Linked DNA regions of Anser cygnoides: region 1 is linked to region 2. The links are chromatin contacts, called in public Hi-C maps. All regions are on one chromosome and are shown on one strand. The core of a region is the stretch at or near the end of the contact, and the rest is flanking DNA. Distances in the headings are between cores, read along the strand shown.

Region 1 (4,899 bases), core at 1,082-3,581, 260 kb before region 2:
TTTTATACTCAGGTTCTGTCAGCAGCTGACAAAGCTTTGGGGGTAATCAATGGATAGGTGGTTGTTCATTAGAGCAAACCTCAGCGACACGGTATAAATAGATCGTATCAGGAGAGGAAATCTGATCCACTTGGAGATTGAACTGTCACAGAAATTGTCTCTGTGTGTGAAACGCACGTCGCATGCTGTGAATGTCCTTGTGACGGCAGCCTCCATGCTTTCGAAAATCAGCCCGCTTCATGGAGGTGATGGCTGGCTGGACAGGAACCTCATTTTAGGCACGCAGAGCTGAGCAGGATGGGTGCTGTTCTGGGGGTGGTGCTGCTGGCATGGGGCAGGGGCTTGTGGTGGGTATGGAGCTGCCATTTAATGACCCACGGCCGATGATCAGTGACGCTGGCTTTGAACACTGTCACGTCCTTGTTGCTGAGGCAGGCTGCACAAGTGGGGAAGGGTATTGTCTGTGTTGTTTAGATACTAAAGGAAGGAAAAAAAGCCAAAATGATCCAAATAAGCAACATCCAGCACATGCTTGAAAGGCAATGTTTTTGTGTCCTACCTTGAGCCAAAATACTTCAGAGGCTTTCAGACAAGCAAGAGTGGTGGGTATACAATTCTCTGCCATCTCTGTCAGTGACATCTCCCATTAGTTATTCTTTTAACTCTCATCCTACGTTTACCTTTCAGTTCACTGCATTTCAGCCTACGTAGTGCTTGAACCATCACAAGACTTGGGTTTGTCCTTCTCTCAGGGGTTCAGCTAGTGCCTTTAGTTTCCTCCAACATCTATTGCATAGGAGAAGCAACCAACATACGATAATGTCTGATGTTTACCATTTGTCCAAAATTTTCTTCTCAGAAATGATACGGGAATAGTATTCCCTTTTCCAGCTTAATTAACATTTTAAAATATGGGTGGAAATGATCCTTCTCTTTCATTTGTTACCAGCAACTCCACTCCATCATTTTTTTTTCAGTTTCTTCTGCTATACCTATCTTTGTAGATTCAATTTTTCTTTAAATTTGTATCTGTGCATCAGACATTTCCAGATGCAAGCACGACTGGATGGTCAAGTTTTGTCTCCTGTGTTTTATCCTCTGCCAGCACCTTCTTTTTGCCTACGTGAAGGAAGCACATCTGAACCGTCAGTTTAAAAATCAACCACTGTGGCAGAGCGCTGCCCACTTCCCGTGCCAGAAACAGCCTGTGTGACTTACCGAACTTCGTGTTTGTTTGAACAACATCTAGAAAAGATAAAGGAGGAACTGCAAAATCTAGGTAAGGTGCCAGTGGTTTAGCTTCCTGTGAGTCTTTTTTTTTTAGTTTCACTTTGGTGCCCAGTTTGTGCTTAACCCAATATTTATAGTTTGGAGATTTTCGGTGCTTGTGTATTTTCACAGAGATGTTCACCTCTGCTGACTTCAGCCATCTAAAACTTAGCTGTCTGACTTTTTAAGACATATCTGCCCTCCTAAATAAAAGAGAGTCAGGACTGATTTGGAGCTCTGAAGCCCCAGTTGCCTGCCTAACTGGAGCAATGGCTCTGATCTGGACCACTCCAGAGCTGTTTGAGAGGAGGCTGGTGGATGCAACCTAGTCCATCTTACCTAACCTTGTTCCTAGGCATTTTTTCATCCAGTTGTATAGCTATAACCTTAAGTCACAGTGTCAAACAATTTAGTTCCCCTGTTCAATCCCAGGTCTTGGCTCCCTGATGTCCCCACTGGATGTGTGTGGATTCACTCCCTGGTCCTCTCCTGGAAAGAAAACCCTCTGGAACAAAACCATGTCATCTTGCTGGGCACCATTCACCTGAAGAACATTTATATCAGACAGCATGGATGTGTCAAATTCATTCAGCTTTTGGCACGTCCTGTCCAGACAACCACATATAGAAACATGGGAGACAAATCTTGAGGCACGCAAAAATTAATAATAATGAGATAAAGAGTCACTAGTACTTTTCCTTGGAAAGCTAATTCAGTGTGGCATGTGGAAAGCACAAGCTGGATGTCAGAATGTCATAGAAAAGGGGATATGGAGCAACACAAGCAATCTGAAATCCTTGGATGGATCAAGTGTTAACCAAAGAGGTAGAGACCAACTGTGGGAGATGGAAGCCCAGTCAAGGTGCTCCATCTGGAACTAGAGGAACAGCTCTCCATAGCAAGAAGGCATCCATCTCACTTGCTCCTTGTTCTCTCTCTAGCAAATACCAGCAAAAGGATCTTTTCTGCTTAGGATTCTTCCATTTGGACTTCACAACCTCATTGCCACTCCTGTAACCAGTTTCATGCTCAGCTGTGATGTGCTATAGGAGTACTGAACGCAGAGCACACTGCTGGACCTCTGTAAATGTGACAGGATCACAAAACCATCGTGCTTGGTGTTCTTTCTTCTGTCTGTGGTTCATAGCCACAAGGAAATAAAACAAAGGCTCAAATGACAAAGTGACTTGTCAATATGAAAATGTCCAAAATGTACCTTATCCTTTCCGTGCTGGGTGACCTCAATATGAGCAGAACCTGCCCAGAGACTTCTGTCATATTGACTCAGCCACCACGAGCTTGGGGCTGAGGTGAGGGGCAGCATTAAATTTTAACCACTCTTTAAATAACATTTTTGAAATCAATAATGTGGGTCCCGAACCCTGGGCTTTCCAATTGCAGTGGGTTTCATTGTGGATGCTGTGAAGATGAAGTTTTACTTGCTCTTTTTTACCCTATTCATCTGGATTCAAGAGAAGTATGTCTTCACTCTTCCAAGGTAAAAACCTTCTGTGGCTACTGGGCTCTCGGTGTATGGTGAGTGGGACAGGGAAAATGTTGAGGTAAAGTAACTCCAAGTTGCATAGGAAAACATTTGGCAAAGGCTGACATTTATTTATTGCTCTTGTAATTGGGTCTGTGGTTCAATTTAATATATAGATGGTGGAGGAAATGAAATTATTCTAAGTCTTCTTTGCATCCATAAATCCTATGTTTTTAATCATATTAAAACTATTCTTTTCAGTCTAAGTGCAAATCAATTCTGTTCATTCAGTGCTTTCGAATGCCAATAAAGGGCATTCTGAAACTTAATGGGAAAAAATAATTTGCTTCGTCTGCCTTAAAACAAGACCTTAAATGAATTACTTCTTGAGGTAGAAAGAGAAACCATTTCAGAAAGTGCTAACAATCTGTTTTCTTTCTAAAGCAGCTTTTATGATTGTTTCTCCAGTCATAAGTCATTTTTGAATAACCATTTTGTATTTGTACAGTGTTTCAGAAGCAGCTTTATTGTTACCTATCGATAAACTTCAGAAATACCCTGCAACCAAATGCTTTGTTAAAACATGAGAACATATGTCAGAGAGGAAGACAGCCAAAGTGCTTTTATTTTCTATATGGGCAGCTGGCTTTAAAACCTTCAATGTCTTAATAGGTAGAACTAAAAAGATAATCCCCTCACGTGGGGATATTAAGCAAGCTGAACAACCTAGAGGAACCATGATTAAACACAACCTGCTCCCTGAACTCAAATACCTACACAAGTAACAGGGAACTGGGTCTCAGGGCCCTCTGTTACTCTGCACCCCTAGTCAGTAGCAGGACTGTGACAGGTCAATGCTTCTTAAGTTTATGCCTTAAAAACAGGATTGTTCACCTGTTTCACGTTGCAATCATATTTTGTTGTGAATTGCTACAGAGGTGTGGGGTTTCAAGTAGGGGGACAGTTAAATAAGCTCGTAGGTGAATTCAGCAATATCGTTCTGTGCTACTTGGAGGTTCATTTATTTAATGTTTAAACAAAACACTGAATATCTGACCGTTACAGAAGAATATGGCATTTCCCACTGGAAAGAATGAGGTAAAACAAGCAGCATGTGTCTCTTGCAAAACAGAAGAAGGACAGAAGAGGCACATGGCAAGGTCAGGGAGGACAAGAGCAGATCCTGGCAGCGTTCCTCTAGTGATCCTACCTGCTGAGAGCCAGAGGAAGGCTTCCAGCTGGAGACAAAGCAGGGAGGCTTCTCTTCTGGAACAGTACTCCAAAAGACCACACAAGGTTTGAATGAAGCCAGGCTATGAGTTCAGGGAGACACATCTATGCTGAGCACTTGTTTCAAGTGCTCATGTGATAAGCAATGCTGACAGCCTTCGTGGGGATCGAGAAATGCAATGGAGAGGAGGGGGGAAGACACTGAGATGCCTGAAGAGAACTGGCAGTGATTTATGTCTGTCTGTGAGATGGTGGCCAGGGCCCCTGAATCCTTGAAGGGATTCATCTGACTATATGGGCTTTCTACACAATGCTGCGTATGACCAAGTCATCTTCATCTTCCTATACAGCCAGTGGAGAGCAGTGTGCATACTTAGGATGCAATCAGCTCTGGTTTAGCACACACATCTAAATTAGCTCAGGTTCTGCTGAATCCTCACAGTGCTCGTTTCTTTATTAAGAGGATATAATTTATTGAGAGTATAACAGTATAACAAAGGGTATAATATATTTAGAGGGTATAATGTCAAACTGAAGCAGAGGAACCGAGAAGCCCACTGACCACAATTCCAGCTGCCAATACCCCCATGTTAAACACTATCAGGGCAGGGGCTGAACTGGGATTAGCTTGGTCGGTATATTCATGTCCTATCAATGAGAGCTATGACTAATTGCTGCTAGCCTCCAGCTGTCTGCCATGAACCACACTCACCTGAACTATTTGTGCAACAAACTGTGGGATAGAGGTACATACCAACCTCCTCGTTACAATACCCTCTGCTATGTCAGGCTTCAGCAATCATAGGATGAAACCACATGCAACAGTCCTTTTCTGATCTCCCCTGTGAAAAGTCTCTCCCAGGTATAAGAGGGCAAATTCATTTTTAAAATAGCCCTAAACACAAGCTCTGGCATGC
Region 2 (4,682 bases), core at 2,124-4,623:
TACTTTAAACTCACTGTAGACAAACAAGGGGTTTTGTTTTATTTTGTTTTTTAAATAAAGACTGTAAGAACATAAATGAACTCTGGGAGGATTGCTTTTAGAGCATACCTCAACCTGGGATCTCTAAAATAGCTGGCAAACCTGTCCCAGATAGCTGCAAACTACATCTTTCCCCCACCATCTTCTAAAGAAAAGCATGCACACTGATATACGTGCAAAGTAGAAAAAAGTAAATTAACAAAGGTTAAGGCCATTTTTCTCCAGCTGAATGACTGAACCACTATAGTAGCGTTGTACAGATGGAAAAACTGTGGCATTATTTGTACAGACTAACTTTATGTTTCATTATATTATTTCCGAAGTAGGTTGTTTTCTTTAGAAACATGAAGTGCTATTGCAGAGTACAAAGCCTGAAGTAATCTAGGCTTGGGCTTTCAGCTTGCAGACTGAGGAGAACATTACATTTTCTCTAAATACCTATCAATCTGAAACCCATAAGCTTAACCACTACGGGTTCATAATCAGCAATAAACCGTTCAGAAGCTACTACTGCTCATCAGTTTGTTTTACCCAGAGTATAAGGCTTTCAGTCCTTCTTCTCTGCATATTCTGACCAGTGCATGCATCATTCCACGGTAGCGGATCTCTTTATATTTAGCATCATTAACTTGACCTTGAACCTGCAGGCGTGTTTTAGTCAGATCAATTGGGAAAGTACCTTAAAGAAAAAAATTCAGAGAAAGTTAAGCAGGGACTTATCTAACATGTCCTAAGAAACTGCAGCTTTTATTAAATACCACAATATATAAAAATGCTCCTGAAAAGAAATGCATACAGTCTCTTACCAAGACTTAGTTAAAGCGGTTCATTCTATGTCACCCTGTTTCTTCTAGACAGCTTGTCAGAGGCCATGCCTGCTTCCTATCCAATTGTTGTGTTCACTATGTTTACAGGCAACGTGACAAGCTTAACTTATCTACTCTAGCAAAACAAAAGTTGTGCATACTTATGACCAAATCAGTACACACCAAATAACAGAATCCAAAGACAAAGGTCATATTAAAATGAGACAAGTATATGAATTTACAGACAGAAGTTTTAAAACTCTAACGAAGTTCTGAGCAACTTACCGCACAGCATTAAAGAAACACTCCTACGTTGTACCCTAAAGAAGACCATATAATACTGTGTCATTAATAGCCTGGGAACCAAGCTTGCACTAAAAGCACCCATCTCAGTTAAGGAAATCATGTAAACAGCTCCAGAAATGCTTACCGCATTCTGCAGTGATTGATGCTAAACCTCCATAGAGAAAGGGCTTCCAGTTCAGCGCTGACATTATTGAATCTTCTTTCTGTGAAAGAAAGCAAGGATTTAAAGCTTCTACAAACAGAACTAGTATTACATAAATATATATGCTAACATTTAATAACATGTTGTGCCTTGTCCTCTTAAGATGGACCTTCCAAACATGCTAAGGGTAGAAATGTTTAATTAATACCTTTGACAGTCACAAGACAATAACACTTAACAAAGGCATCTGAGTTCAAATCTGTGTCTCCACTGCATATTTGGACAACCATTACCCTTGTCATAAAGGAGGAAAGCAGTTTGTCCCTCAGGCAGGATTTCAAGGAGCACTGCAGCGAAGAACCTCCAGTGATTCTCACCAAGCCAAACTAGTATGACTACATCCTGACATCAAATGCAATTTGTACACAGACACTGCTAAACTTCTCTCACCTTTTTCCTGGCGCTATCAACATTAACATGACCTGGTACACTTAGACAGAAGATATGTATGCATTTTGCTTCTGTTAAGGCCTGTTCTGTTACCAGTTTACAAGGTTCCTTCTTGCTAATGTTATGCGGAAGCAGTGCAAAACCAGGCAGAAAGATGAACTTGCTTTGGCCACTTCTTCCCTCTAGACATGCTACTAATCCAGTGTGTAAATGGAGTTAGCACAAGTTGCAGGTACCAAACATGCCCGATGAGCAGTTACTGCAGCCCTAGTTTTACTTTTCTCATCTTTCCTTCATGAGGAAGTTACCTGGGTGTTCGGTCTTCTGACATGACACAACAAAAGAGGAACAAAGGAACTCAAACCACACAAATCCAAACAAATACTCTGCCACCAAGCCCAGGGAAATCCAGCTTACTCCTCAGGCCTCTGCAATGCACACCCCTGATGTAAGAACGAAATAAAAGCAAGGAAGGGCACCCACTATTTTGTCAGAAACAGTGCAGTTCAGAGATGAACCGCCAGCATCTCAGCATGAAAACGCCACAGCCACAGGAATGCACGGCACGGTGCCAGAGAGAGAGCAAATCCAGCTCCAAGTTCCTCACAGACCCCTGTCCTGCCATTGGGATCAGAGGATCTTAGCTTCATTAGCAGGGACAAGACCAAGTTCTGCTTCCCCACTACCAGCCACAGATACAACCTTTGCTTTTAAGGCTGCATTGCCAAAATTAAAGATAGCAGTCAACACATCAAGACAAGTTTTTACTTGCAGCAAATATAATTTCACTGATACAAAGCCAAAATATAGCCCGAGTTCTGTCTGCATTGTATTTCAATCTGCCCAGGCAGCGAAGACTACTCGGTTTCTGTCTCAGTCCACTGGAATTACACAACGCAGAAGCGTGCAAGCACCGCCAAGTAAAATTTAAATTATACACAGACTTACTAACGCTGGCTTTAGTCCTGATACATACATAGGATACCCTACCCCAGAAACCTCACAGCGTGCTGCTCCCTTGACAGAGCCCTGAGCCGAGACCCTACAGACTGTGTCAAGGTCTGTGCCCCTCAGGGGCTCGCCACACTACTCTCCTCTCCTGCAATTTCGGAGTCGTCCTCGTTATTTCAGCCTCCCAGATGTATGGGAAGTAACTAAAGCAGAGGGCAGAGCTTATCTCAAGACACACGACCGAACCAACACACATCGCCGAGCCCTATTGCCGCAGCTCTCTTATTTTCCCAATTCTTGCTCGCTTCTTAGTCAGAATTTCTTCCCAGCACTGCTCAGAAACATACTAGGCCTCTCCAAAATATCCACGTCGGTTGCATCAACGGCGAAGTACCTAAACGTCCACTCCAGCCTCCAAACGCAGCGGTGCCTTCAGTTTTTCCCCCAAAAACGCGTGGATCAAGGAGGCACTTCTAGCCCCCCGCGGGAGAACTGAGGGGCCGAGGGCGCTGTTACCGTCCCCAGCAGGCTGTGAACGGGGAGATTCCCCCACACAGCCTCTGCCAAAGCCGCCGGGCCGGTGGCTAAAGCACCCGAAGGAAAAGAAAAACCAGAGCCCGTGCTCCGGCCGCCCTCACGCCGCGGCGCTCCCCCGCCGCCGGGCGGCCTCTGGAGGCCGCCGTCCTCCCCAAGCCGCCCTCCCTTCCCCGCCTCCCCGCGGCCAGCAGGAGGGGGACATTAAAGGGGCCGTGGGGGGAGGCTGCCCTGTGGAAGCCCTGTCCCCCCACCCCCAAGGCCTCCAGATGAGGATCCGCCCGGGAGGATCCCCCCCGTGTTGGGGTGGCCCTGCTGGAGCTGGGGTCGGGGGGTAGCACACGGAGCGAGGTGGCTGCTGAGGAGCTTTGTTGGAGCGTCCCGCCTGAGGGGAAATGGTTTTAAACTAAGGGGGTGGATATAGGTTAGAGGCTAGGAGGAAATTCTTCACTGTGAGGGTGGTGAGGCCCTGGCACAGGCTGCCCAGAGAAGCTGTGGCTGCCCCATCCCTGGAGGTGTTCAAGGCCAGGCTGGATGGGGCTTTGGGCAACCTGGTCTGGTGGGAGGTGTCCCTGCCCATGGCAGGGGGTTGGAACTAGGTGATCTTTAACGTCCCTTCCAACCCAAACCTTTCTATGGTTCTATGGCACGGGCTGCCCACAGAGCTCTTGTTCCAATTGTGCTTCAAAGTTGTCTTTGCAGATGGGCTTCTGACGAGGAAGGCACAAACTCAAACCTCAGAATCAGCTCTCGTGTTCACACCCCCTTCAGCAGCTGGCTAGTACCGTCCAGCTTTCCTATCTACTTTCCTATCTACTACAGCTTTCCTATCTACTATCTATCTGCCCTACTGCAGGGCAGATCCTACTTGGGGTTAACTTCGAACAGCTCCCCTCTTTCTTTTTGCAAAGGTCATTTTCACTGATTCTAACACCGGCTGCTTTTGCAGGACAGCCAGTTCTGTTTTCAGACTTCCCAGGCTGCTGACTCCTTTTAAGAAAGGCTTCGTTTCCAGTTTGACCTTAACTTGTCCCTGGAGTTTCAGTCAGCTCATTCTGCAGGCAGCCGGTTTTTATTATCTCTAATATGTGAAACGGTGCCTGCTCAGGCATTGCAGCTTGCACCTGACCACATTTCTTAAGTTCCTGTTAGTACTTGACCACATAATTCCAAATAAAAGGGAATTCAGGCTGCCTCATGTTGCTTTTCACTGACTTTTGGATGGGTCCTCTGAATAACCTCTTTTCCTGCCTTTTCAACCCAGTTCGTACTACGAAATACGTAATACCTTTATCAACCGCCAATAGAACGATCTTGGCAAGCTGCCTCGAGCCTGACATCAGGGCCATATCAGCAGTTGACTTTGGTGCTCAGCATCTTTTCACATGTCTCTGCACGATCCCTGTGTGCCACTGGTCACCTGCTTTTACAGTGTTTTTGTCCAAAAGCCAGCT

The links. A called contact is a pair of places that touch in the nucleus more often than the background predicts.
Region 1: a contact with region 2 is called in a Hi-C map of liver, with 2.5 times the contacts expected there. The contact joins the promoter of CPB2 here to the promoter of SLC25A30 in region 2. A contact is called at or near these places in 2 of 7 Hi-C or Micro-C datasets (both in liver).

Annotation. Positions count from the first base shown.
Region 1 is chr1:181,951,666-181,956,564 of Taihu_goose_T2T_genome, reverse strand. It overlaps CPB2 (carboxypeptidase B2), which reads left to right and starts at 2,331. Exons shown (of 11, transcript XM_013179591.3): 1 at 2,331-2,767. The coding sequence starts at 2,697.
Region 2 is chr1:181,696,940-181,701,621 of Taihu_goose_T2T_genome, reverse strand. It overlaps SLC25A30 (solute carrier family 25 member 30), which reads right to left and starts at 3,373. Exons shown (of 10, transcript XM_066988580.1): 1 at 3,089-3,373; 2 at 1,276-1,354; 3 at 571-718. The coding sequence starts at 1,339.